2 separate regions of the Pan troglodytes genome follow, and region 1 is linked to region 2. The links are chromatin contacts, called in public Hi-C maps. All regions are on one chromosome and are shown on one strand. The core of a region is the stretch at or near the end of the contact, and the rest is flanking DNA. Distances in the headings are between cores, read along the strand shown. Region 1 holds the start of ICE1 (interactor of little elongation complex ELL subunit 1). Region 2 holds the start of ADAMTS16 (ADAM metallopeptidase with thrombospondin type 1 motif 16).

What was found. A called contact is a pair of places that touch in the nucleus more often than the background predicts.
Region 1: a contact with region 2 is called in a Hi-C map of stem cell-derived neural progenitor cells, with 6 times the contacts expected there. The contact joins the promoter of ICE1 here to the promoter of ADAMTS16 in region 2. A contact is called at or near these places in 4 of 7 Hi-C or Micro-C datasets (blood, induced pluripotent stem cells and stem cell-derived neural progenitor cells), 1 of 1 datasets of contacts at active chromatin or transcription factors (stem cell-derived excitatory neurons) and 1 of 1 other capture datasets (stem cell-derived neural stem cells).

What each region holds. Positions count from the first base shown.
Region 1 is chr4:6,090,442-6,095,974 of NHGRI_mPanTro3-v2.0_pri, reverse strand. ICE1 (interactor of little elongation complex ELL subunit 1) reads right to left here and starts at 1,549. Exons shown (of 20, transcript XR_010157136.1): 1 at 1,227-1,549.
Region 2 is chr4:5,804,976-5,810,516 of NHGRI_mPanTro3-v2.0_pri, reverse strand. ADAMTS16 (ADAM metallopeptidase with thrombospondin type 1 motif 16) reads right to left here and starts at 4,146. Exons shown (of 23, transcript XM_016952922.4): 1 at 3,853-4,146; 2 at 3,626-3,728. The coding sequence starts at 3,924. It overlaps LOC104006331 (a long non-coding RNA gene), which reads left to right and starts at 4,240. Exons shown (of 4, transcript XR_001717436.4): 1 at 4,240-4,436.

The sequences.
Region 1 (5,533 bases), core at 300-2,799, 290 kb before region 2:
CAAACCAAGTTTCTCGGCATGGCCTACCTAGCCTGCACTCCCGTCTGGTCTCATCAACCATCTTCCGTGTGCACTATGCTCATGCCAACCATACCATGTTCTGCTCATCAAAGACACCCTGCTCCTTCTCACCAAAGGAACCTTTCCACCTGTTAATCCCTCTATCCAGAAAGCTCTTCCTACATCTCTTCTGACAGCCCGATCCTTCTCATTATTCAAATATCTGAAAGTTACTGACTCAAAAATTCCCTAGCTGACTACTCTAGCTAAGAGACAAGACCAATATTCCAACATCCTCCTTTATTTTCTAACATCTAAAATCTTCTGAGGCCTTATTCACACATATGCATCTTACTTACGAGAGATCCTATTTTGTTCACCACAATGTCTGTAGTTCCTAGAACACTAGGCAGAGTAGGTAATGAGGTGCTGGTGAGTTCCGTTTTATCACTGAAACCGCGATAGTAGGAAGTTAAAAGAGACCCCCGACATCAGGCAGCTAGGAGAGTCGTGGGAAATGAGGGGCACTATTGCCCAAGTACCACCCCATAAGATCTGGAGCCATACTCTAGCAATTCTCCCTTATGTCACTCTAAAGAAGAGCCCACGCCGCTGTTAGAAACCTCCAGTCTCTGCATGCCTTTAATAAACTACTTTTATCAAACAACTGACAAGCTACTTGACCAATTACGTGGCTTGCTTTTTAAAAAATTAGCCTCGGGATGGCACATCTGCTATAAGCTGAAATGCCTCCCTAGACTCTTCGAGTCTAACGACTCAGACAACCCACATGTCACGTAAGATTCTGCCTCCAAACAACAAATACTCAGGATGGGCCAGAAGACCAAAGCGTTATCCTCAGGGAGATAACTGCCCTCGGCGTTTCACCTGTCCCTCACTGACCTACGGAGTCTGCCCTAGGGAGCTCCGAGGCCGGGTAGGGAAGGTGGGGGGCCCTCAAAACCTCGCTCACTCCACCCCCACCGTTACACCAGCGCATTCCAGTCAATGAACTCTGGGTTTCAAGCTTAAATAAAGCAAAGAAAGCCGTCCCCAAAACTCATGTAGGAAAAAGAGAGCAGAGAGACGAGCGAGCAAGAACTACGGTTGGGAAGGGAGAGCAGCGCACTGAGGCACAGCCCGCGCGGCCGGACCCCACATCCCTGCGCTCCCGGCCGGCCAAGCAGAGTCGCCCCCCGCGCCCGCGGCCCCGGGAGGTGCCGCACCTGCTGCAGAGAGGCGCAGCCCTGACATCGCGACAGGTCCGCCGCCGTCCCGGGCGCCGCCGAATGGGTCTCGCCCGGCATCATGGTGCCGCCGCCGGGCCCGGTGGGCACGCACGCCTCAGGGGCCCGCGGCGTCGGCCCCGTCCTGTCTCTGCTGATGCCGCCGGGGCCGCCGCCTGCCAGGCCGCTTCCCGCCAGGTCCGGGCGGGTCCATCCGTGCACAGAGGTCCCCGTGGGGCTAGCAAAAGGCTCTCCGAGCCAGAGCTGCCTCAGGCACTAAAAAGAAACGCTACCCGGCGCGGCCCCCGAGCGCGACGCAGTCCAGTCAGGGCCCCGCCCCGCCCTGGCTCGCCCCGCCCCTCCCCTGGGCGCGGGGCTGCCTAAGGCGCTGCCTGAGCAACACCGGGAGAGGAGCTGTGCTATGCGGCGGGGGAGAGGCCCACAGAGGAGCAGCCAATAGGAGTAGAGGGATCGAAGGTGCATTCCTTCCACTGTTAAGGGTCGATCCTTTATTGCCACCTTGCTGTACGACAGGCTTTCCATAGACACCTAAAGGCCTCCGCTATGTGGGCGGTGACCCGCCCGTGACGTAAGCTCCAGACGCCTGAGAAGTGGAAGGACCCGGCGTCCAGGACAGGAAAGTGCGTGATTTACAGCTAGAGGGGTAGGCGCTGTCCCGGAGCCCGTCCTGGGCCAGGGAGCAGGAGAGGGAGGGACTACAGTTCCCGACGCGCTGCGGGGCGGGCGGAGATCGTGCGTTTCGGCGCCAGTTGCATGGCCTTAGCAGCCAGTGGCGGCTCCCCTGCTCCTGGAACAGTCCCCTTGTCTTCTGACCTTTCGCTCCTCGGTCATGTGTCCACGCCGGTCGCCGCGGCAGCCCGTGATGCCCGAGCGGCGGGTTCCCAGGCCCAGGTGTGGGCGCCACCGCCCACCGTGCGCCAAGCCCAGAGCCTGGTTGAATCGTTCGCCACCTTGTCCACCCATTTTGGCCATTATCCTGCCACCTCCAAATCCTGTTTTTGACACCTCTCGGGAGAGAGAGAAAACGGAAAGATAAAGGAATAAACTCCTCGTGGTCGTAGTTAGTGGGTAAATTCAGATCTCGTTTGAACCGAGGTTTTTCTTATCTCCAGCCACCGTATCCACCACCACCAGAATCGTCTTTTTAGTCATCACAGCTGGTCGCCATCAGTACCTTGTTCAGAAGCCTCTCGCAGCTTCCATCGTGTGGTTATACAATCCAAATTCCTTATAAAGTCCAAATTCAAGAGGAGGAATGCACGTTTAGTTAAGTTAATGTCTAGACCTTACCAGCCAATTGCTAGCTCCTCAGTATGGAAATTGCAACTGAAAACACCCCTTCCAAAAAAAGCAGTCTGCATTTTTCTCTGAGTTTTCTTCTCCAAATTTCGCACTCCTGACCTTGCTTACACACTCTGGATACCACCTGCTGTGGAGTGGCGGAAGCAGACATCCAGCGATAGCTAAGTTTCCTGTCGTTGACACCCAAGCAAGACAGGCGTGTACCTAACTGAGGACCTGCCGGTGATAGAAGTCTCAGCTTTTCTCAGAGACAGGTGGGCAGAAAACAAGGGTAAGGTTAAAAAAGAAAAGGGAAGTGAGCAGATCCATAGCGGGACGCAGCTATACAGTGGAAGACAGACCATGTGACCCATTAGGGAAAGGGGCAGCAGGTATTAGAGAAAGACCTGTAGGGATCATGATCGCCCCGGTGCTAGCGTCTGATCCCAGACAAATTTATCTTCACCATTATTTCCCTTTTATGTACAGTTACTTAAACGTGTGTTTTTCCAAAGTACCTTACTGGAGAAGACACCAGCTCTCTCTCCCTCTACACCATCCACCCGCAGCCATGACGCACTTTTATGATTAGGGGCACTTGAAGTTCTCACTGCTGCCTCCCTGTCTGTGCACCCTTGCTAGTGTTTTCCCCTCACCTGGAACACGCTTCCTTCTAGCTCTAGGTGTAGAAATCCTACCTGCTCTTCCACGCTCCGTGGTTTACCTCCACAACCCCAAGGATCTGCCACCTAAGGGGCAAAAAATCCCCTTAGCACGGAGTAATTTTTAGTAACATCACATTTTGAGTTGGATGATGGTGATTTTTATGTCTTACAGATGAGTCTTCCCTTTAAATGCTGCAAAGTGCTGCATAGTAGATGTTAAATGAAAGTCAGAAGGAATCAAATGTACTGCAATTAATTGAAGGTAAGAAACAACAAATATTTCCCTTCAAAAATGTTAATAAAAGTGTATTTTCTCCTACCTTTCTCAAAGCCAGTTCTCAAGACATCTAATGAAAACGAGTCTTGTTTACGTAATGCAGGGATAGGCAGACTCTGAAGAGCCACATGGCAAATATTTAAGCTTTGTAGGTCACACAGGTCTGTGCCACCTATTTGTCACCTTCTGTTTATTTAAGAAACTTCAAAATGTAAAAGTCATTCTTAGCATGCAGGCTGTACAAAAACAGGTGTGATTATTGGTCATAATGAAAATGTAGTAGGCCACTAATTGAGGAATGGTCAGAATTACATTTTTTCTCTTTCCCGCATGATGGGCCACACCTGTTTTTTCATCACGATGGAAACAAACAAGCAAGTGTGTATACTGCAAGTGGTGAACTATGGCTTTGGAAGCACACATCTGTCTTTAAATTTTTACGCAAATGACCTATTTGTGCTGGTGTTTCCTTAGAGAGGACCAACGGTAATTTAAGTAAAAAGTGACAAGGATGGGAACCACTCTATAGGATTCACTAGACAAATAGTAGTTATTAATAATTTATTGATGGTGGTATCCATTTTGGAAAGGAGATAAATATATCTTCAGCTGACTCATAGGAAAAAGATGGTTTGCTTTTTCTTTAAAAGCATTTTTCCTGTCAAACTTCCAAGATAAACTTGTTGTTTTTCTGCCAGAGAAGCCCTAAGACCCGGAGGAATGTCTGCATTCCAGTCTCTGGTCTTGGGATTCCCTGTGCCTGTCGAATCCAGCCAGCTGTTTCAGAGGATCCAACTCAAAAAGTCTCACTTCTCACCCCACACGCTCATTACCTCTCAGATACTTGGTATCTGCTTAAAACGAAAGCTCTGGAATTAGCATCATTGAGAGGTAACTGTTGATTTAGTTTATTAACATATACTTCCACTGAAATGGCTAATAGATATGGTCTAGAAACCAAGGAGAACTCAAAATGGAAAGCTGTCTATTCTTTGGAAGTTCAAGGCTATGCTTTTAATTGATGCATTTAACCATAAGAAAAATGAACTATATGTTCATTTTTTTCTTTTAAAAGTTGGAGAGATGTTTGGTGGAATTGTTTGTGACTAACAGTGTGTTATTCAATGATATGACCCCCTGATTATTAGGTATTAATTTCCAGACCTGTGATGTAATGCTACCATATGCCCACAAGATGTCTGTCTTTCCCTGTGTGTTTTCCACATAAATAGAATTTCCGACGGTATTACGACTTAACCGAACCTTCCTTGCAGAGGGGAAAGGCCATCCTCTGGGGTATCCTAGGGTGGAAGGCGTCTTGTGGGAACCACTTTGCTATCCGCCCACACACGTTCCACCAGGCTTAGTCCTAAGCTGTCTTTGCTCCAGTTTTTCTCAATACTCAGGGTTATAGTGGTGGGGTTTCGACTTGTCCTCAGACATCAGCAATTTGCTGACAGCCTCAGCTCTTACCCTCAAAGTGATTTGAAGCCAGAGAGTAAACATGTTGCTTCTTCCTGAAACACTGATGTTACTTAGAAACCGGACAAATAAAATTTAGTTTTGAAACAATTAGTTTGAAATAGAAAGCAAAACTGATATGATTATTAAAGCAAAATTTTCTTCAACCTGAGAAAGCTGATTAAGTAAAAAAAAAGCAACATTTGAAAGGACTTTCACAACTTTCACATTGCAGTCGCCCTCTGTAAAGGAGGACAAGCCCACTCTGCCTTGCGGGTTTGTGAACACCTGGCGGCTATAAGAGTTGGTCACACGAGAAGCTTCTTGTAGCTTCCGGGATTGGAGGAAGAAGGCAGCAGGTGCTCAGAGGTGACACGTGTTGAGGAGGGGATTCTCTGTAGAGCACTTGGCAAGGGCATGTCCCACCTAACTCCGAGGAGGGATAGGAAAGGGAGGGACGTGTTTCCCCTTCACCTGAGGCCAGTGAGGGGTCTCCTTGGTTTCTAGACCACATCTAGCAGCCATTTCAGTGGATGTATATGTTAATAAATTAAATCAACAGTTGCCTCTCGATGATGCTATATTCCAGAGCTTTGTTTTAA
Region 2 (5,541 bases), core at 2,897-5,396:
ATCTAAAATATTATTTCACCACATGAGGCAAAGTTGATCATACAATGAGCTTTCAAAGTACGTTGTAAGCTCTGAAGCCAAAGTGACCTTTTAAAGGAAAAAAAGTGTAGCCTGTAAGGAACACAGGGCAATAAGTAAATTCTTGTAGATTATCTGGACAAAATGCAGAAGGCAAATAGTAAAGGCAGAGGGGGGTAGGAAGAGAAACTAGCACAATTCTATTTTATATTCTCTGCATTGTTATTATGTTCACTAGTGAGCATGTGACCATTGATTTTTTTTTGTTATAATTTAAGTTCTGGGATACATGTGTAGAACGTACAGGTTTGTTACATAGGTATACATGTATCATGGTGGTTTGCTGCACCCATCAACCTGCCATCTACATTAGGTATTTCTAATGCTATCCCTCCCCTTGCCCCTCACCCCCCAACAAGCCCGGTGTGTGATGTTCCTTTCCCTGTGCCCATATGTTCTCAGTGTTCAACTCCCACTTATGAGTGAGAACATGTAGTGTTTGGTTTTCTGTTCCTGTGTTAGTTTGCTGAGAACGATGGTTTCCAGCTTCATCCATGTCCCTGCAAATGACATGAACTCATTCTTTTTTTATGGCTGCATAGAATTCCATGGTGTATATGTGCCACATTTTCTTTATCCAGTCTCTCATTGACGGGCATTTGGGTTGGTTCCAAGTCTTTGCTATTGTGAATAGTGCTTCACTAAACATATGTGTGCATGTGTCTTAATAGTAGAATGATTTATAATTCTCTGGGTATATACCCAGTAATGGGATTGCTGGGTCAAATGGTATTTCTTGTTCTAGATCCTTGAGGAATCGCCACACTGTCTTCCACAATGGTTGAACTAATTTACACTCCCACCAACTGTGTAAAAGTGTTCCTATTTCTCCACATCCTCTCCAGAATCTGTTGTTTTCTGACTTTTTAAAGATTGCCATTCTAAATGGCGTGAGATGGTATCTCGTTGTTGTTTGGATTTGCATTTCTCTAATGACCAATGATGATGAGCTTTTTTTCATATGTTTGTTGGCCGCATAAATGTCTTCTTTTGAAAATTGTCTGTTCATATACTTCACCCATTTTTTGATGGGGTTGTTTTTTTCTTCTAAATTTGTTTAAGTTGCTTGTAGATTCTGGATATTAGCCCATTGTCAGATGGATAGATTACAACCATTTTCTCTCATTCTCTAGGTTGCCTGTTCACTCTGATGATAGTTTCTTTTGCTGTGCAGAAGCTCTTTAGTTTAATTAGATCTTATTTGTCAGTTTTGGCTTTGTTGCAATTGCTTTTGGTTTTAGGTTTTAACATTTAAATAGTTAATCCACCTTGAGTTAGATTCTGTATAAGGTGTAAGGAAGGGTCCAGTTTCGGTTTTCTTCATATGGCTAGCCAGCTTTCCCAGCACCATTTATTAAATAGGGAATCCTTTCCCCATTGCTTGTTTTTGTCAGATGTGCCAAAGATCAGGTGGTTGTAGATGCGTGGTGTTATTTCTGAGGTCTCTGTTCTGTTCTATTGATCTATATATCTGTTTTGGTACCAGTACCGTGCTTTTTTGGTTACTGTAGCCTTGTAGCATAGTTTGAAGTCAGGTAGGTAGTGTGTGACACCTCCAGCTTTGTTCTCTTTGCTATTTTGTAATTACTTCAGCCACCAAGAATGATTTGCAATAATAGTTTGAGTCATGCGCTACTTTAAACAAAATGTATGGCTACAATTAGTTATTTCAGAACCAACTTGTCTAATGGATACCTAGACAGGCAACAGTAAGTTGACCCCAGCAGTCACCAAGTGTCTTCTAGCTCTTCTGCTCCAGGTCAGAGGGAAACAGGCAACACTGTTGAGGAGGATCTTTTCTCTGGTGGCATAAAAGCTTGTTGTGGATGTCCAGACTCACACATTAGCCATTTATAATTAAGGAGCTAAAGTGCATAGAAGGTAGGGGAGGAGGGTGTGTGCTGTGTCCACTGGGCTAGAACTTCACTAAGAAGGGTTTGCCTCTTCCCCTTCAGGTTCTTACCAAGCCAGATAAGTGGTTGTCATGGAGACGATACGTTGTGACAACAACTGTGGTGCCAGGTGTTCAGAGCAGCACACTGGCACCCCACTCCCAGAGAGGATGCTGAAGCAGATTGAATCACTTCAGGAGAAAAGCACACTTAGGCACGAAGCCCTGGCTTTTCTTCTTCTTTCTTCTGTGTCTATAATGTGCTTTATCTTAAATAAAACTTCATAAATGCCATAAACTGTTGTGGAAATCTCCTGAGTCCCTCTGGAATTTTCATGATTTTAGGGAACTAGAATTTTTTTTACAAAAATCTTACTTAAAAAGGTGAATTAGAATTAACCTTTAAAATTGTAAGAATTAACTTTTAGTATTGTAAGCAAAACCCTAAAAAGGACAAGGACAACCACAAGAAGATAGTCTGTAAATGGACAGATAATTAACTTTCTCTTGTAAATTCACTGACAATTTTTTTAACATTTTATATCATTTGCACCTAGCGCCCCCTGGTGGTTCTCAAAAAGGTACTACGGTGAGCGTCAATCTGATACCGGTCACCTTATATACTATTTGTATTCTCATTTGGCAGGGAATAATTTCAAAAGTTAATGCATATATTAAGTGCTTGCCTTTATGTTATTTTATCAAATTGAAATAACTATACTGAGAAATTCTGAATTGTTAACTTTAATTTTCTAGATCTTCTGGAAATACATTGAGAGAATGAAACCTAGTTCTTCCTATAAAAGTCAATTAATATTAACATTTGATACGGCAATTTATTGTTGGTAACAATGCAAAATAATATTTATTAACTGTCATTGGATGGGTTCAGGTTAAAAAACCACCTAGCAACCAGTGCGACACACCTGCGTTCTCATTTACCTGATGCAGTATGAAGACACGGAGATCCCTTTCCATAAGACAGCAAATTTCCAAATGTCACTTGTAAGTGGCAGAAGTAAAAGCATGCATTGAAAAAGAATAAGACTTGCCCTCATGTCAAATTGTGGCCCAGGATATGAACGTTGCTGATGGTGTCACAATCAGCTGATTAGCCATTTCAGGCACTATTATGTTTGAAGTACGCCCTGATTGTTGGAGCATTAACTTTGGTATTGAGATGCTAAGCGCTTCTTTTATCTCCTTCACTGAGAATAAGCAACGATAGAGAAATATTTTAATGTATAAAGGAGGAGAAGGAGGAAAGGTTGGGGACGGGAAGGAGGATCCGAGGATGTAGGAGGGGACGGAAAAGAAAGTAATTTGCTCTTTATGACGGCTTTGATGCATACATTAATAGCTTTAGATTCTTCCTAAGCTCTTTAGAATAAAATAAAATGAACTTCCTCACCTTTTTCCTAATGTTATATCAATAACTCTGGCAAACAGTTTTGCCAGGGAATAAAATGTAAATATTGGTGGAAATCCACTCATCGGGGCTCGCTCATACAGTTAAAAAAAAAAAAGTTCACAACAGCATCTTAAAAGTAGGGTTCCACAGAGTCATGAACATTCACAGCACCTAATAAACCAGCGGCACGGAGATTACGAGCTGCTAAATGGCAAGGATTAGAAGCCCCCACCTCACGGACTTACCGCCCTTTTCCATCCAGCCCGGCCGCTCCGCGGGTGGAGGAGGACGCGGGACGCTCGGGCTCCCAGGCGCTGCCGCTGCGGGTCCCATGGCGCACGCAGGTGCCTGCGGAAAACAGCGGCGACATCGCGGTGAGACGGCGGGGTCCGCGGGAGAGGAGCCGCGGGGGACTCGCCTCCAGCTGTCCGGACCCGCGGTTTCCGCGCTGGTGGGAGCGCCCGGCACTCACCTGCTCGGCCACCTGCGCCAGCAGCATCCACAGCGCCGCCAAGCCCCGCCATCCGCGCGCGCGGGGCTTCATCCAGGAGCGCTCCGAGGGGCTAGGGGCCACCGGAGGGTCCCCGGCCGGCAGCGTGCGAGCGGGCAGGGAGGACCCGACCCAGGCAGAGCGCGGGAGGATTCCCCACAGCGACTCCGCCGCCGCGCCGGGGTTATTACTGAAGCTCCGTGCGGCGCGGGGGGCGGAGTGGCAGCCGCGGCGGCGGGGGCGGTGGGAGCGGTGGGAGAGCGCGGGGCGGGCAAGGGAGAGAGGAGGGGAGGAGGTGAGGGCGGGGGGGTCAGAGGACCCAGGAGGGGAGAGTGCAGGGACAAAGAGCAGAGGGGAGGAGGCGAGGTCAGCGGGGCGCTGAGGCGGAGGCGAGCGGGGAGCAGAGGGAAGGCGGGAGACAGCGGGCAGCGCCAGAGGAGGAGGACGCGGGAAGATGGAGCTGCCCACGGCCTGCAGTCCGTGCCTCTCTGCCCGCGCGGGGACCACACAGTTGGAGAGGCTGCCGGGCACCGGCGCGGGCGATGCTCAGCATGGACCTCCGGCCGGTGCGCGCTCCTGCCCTGCCTTGGGGCTGGGGACTCGGCGGGACTCCAGCTACTGCAGTGGCTCCGCGGGCTCCCACCTCCGGGCCGCACCGGCGCCGCCAGAGGCCGGGACACCTGCAGCCCGCGGAGTGCGGTCTGGCCGCGCCTCTGTGCCCCGGCACAGCTGTGGGGACACTGGGTGCGGAAAACCGGGCGCCAGGACGTGGGAGAGCCGCGGACCTGCCTTTAAAGGCGTGTGCCTAGCTCTGGAGTTTGCGGAGTGATCGGAGACGGGGAGGCTGAGGAGGAAACTCTTCCCCCGCGCCATTTGCCCCGAGATGTGGCGGCGCTCCTGGCCCCGTGGTCACGGCCACCCTCAACTGGCCAGGCCGCGGATGCCGGTGACTGGCTGCTGGGTGCAATCCCTAGGGAGGTCTCAGGGCTGCGGATGGGCCTGGGTCTCGGCCGCCACGGGGGTCGATCGGGCTACTGTGTGGACGGGGTGGCCAAGGAGGCAGCAGGTGTGCGGTCAACAGCCTGGCCAGAATTCTGCTGTAGCTGGATGGGGTGTGTGAGCGCGCGGGTGTACATGTGCCTGGGTGTGTGCGGGTGTACATCCACATCTGACTGCGTGTGCGCGAGTACACGCTGTGAGCCCATAGTGTGTCTGGAATTGGTGGGTTCTTGGTCTCACTGACTTCAAGAATGAAGCCGCGGACCCTCGCGGTGAGTGGGTACAGCTGATGTTACTTTGTTACTTCTGATGTTCAGATGTGTTCGGAGTTTCTTCCTTCTGGTGGGTTCGTGGTCTCGCTGGCTCAGGAGTGAAGCTGCAGACCTTGGCGGTGAGTGTTACAGCTCTTAAGGCAGAGCGTCTAGAGTTGTTCGTTCTTCCCGGTGGGCTCGTGGTCTCGCTGGGCTCAGGAGTGAAGCTGCAGATCTTCACGGTGAGTGTTACAGCTCATAAAAGCAGAGTGGACCCAAAGAGTGAGCAGTAGCAAGATTTATTGCAAAAAGCAAAAGAACAAAGCTTCCACAGCATGGAAGGGGACCTGAGCCGGTTGCCACTGCTGGCTGGGGCAGCCTGCTTTTATTCTCTTATCTGGCCCTAGCGACATCCTGCTGA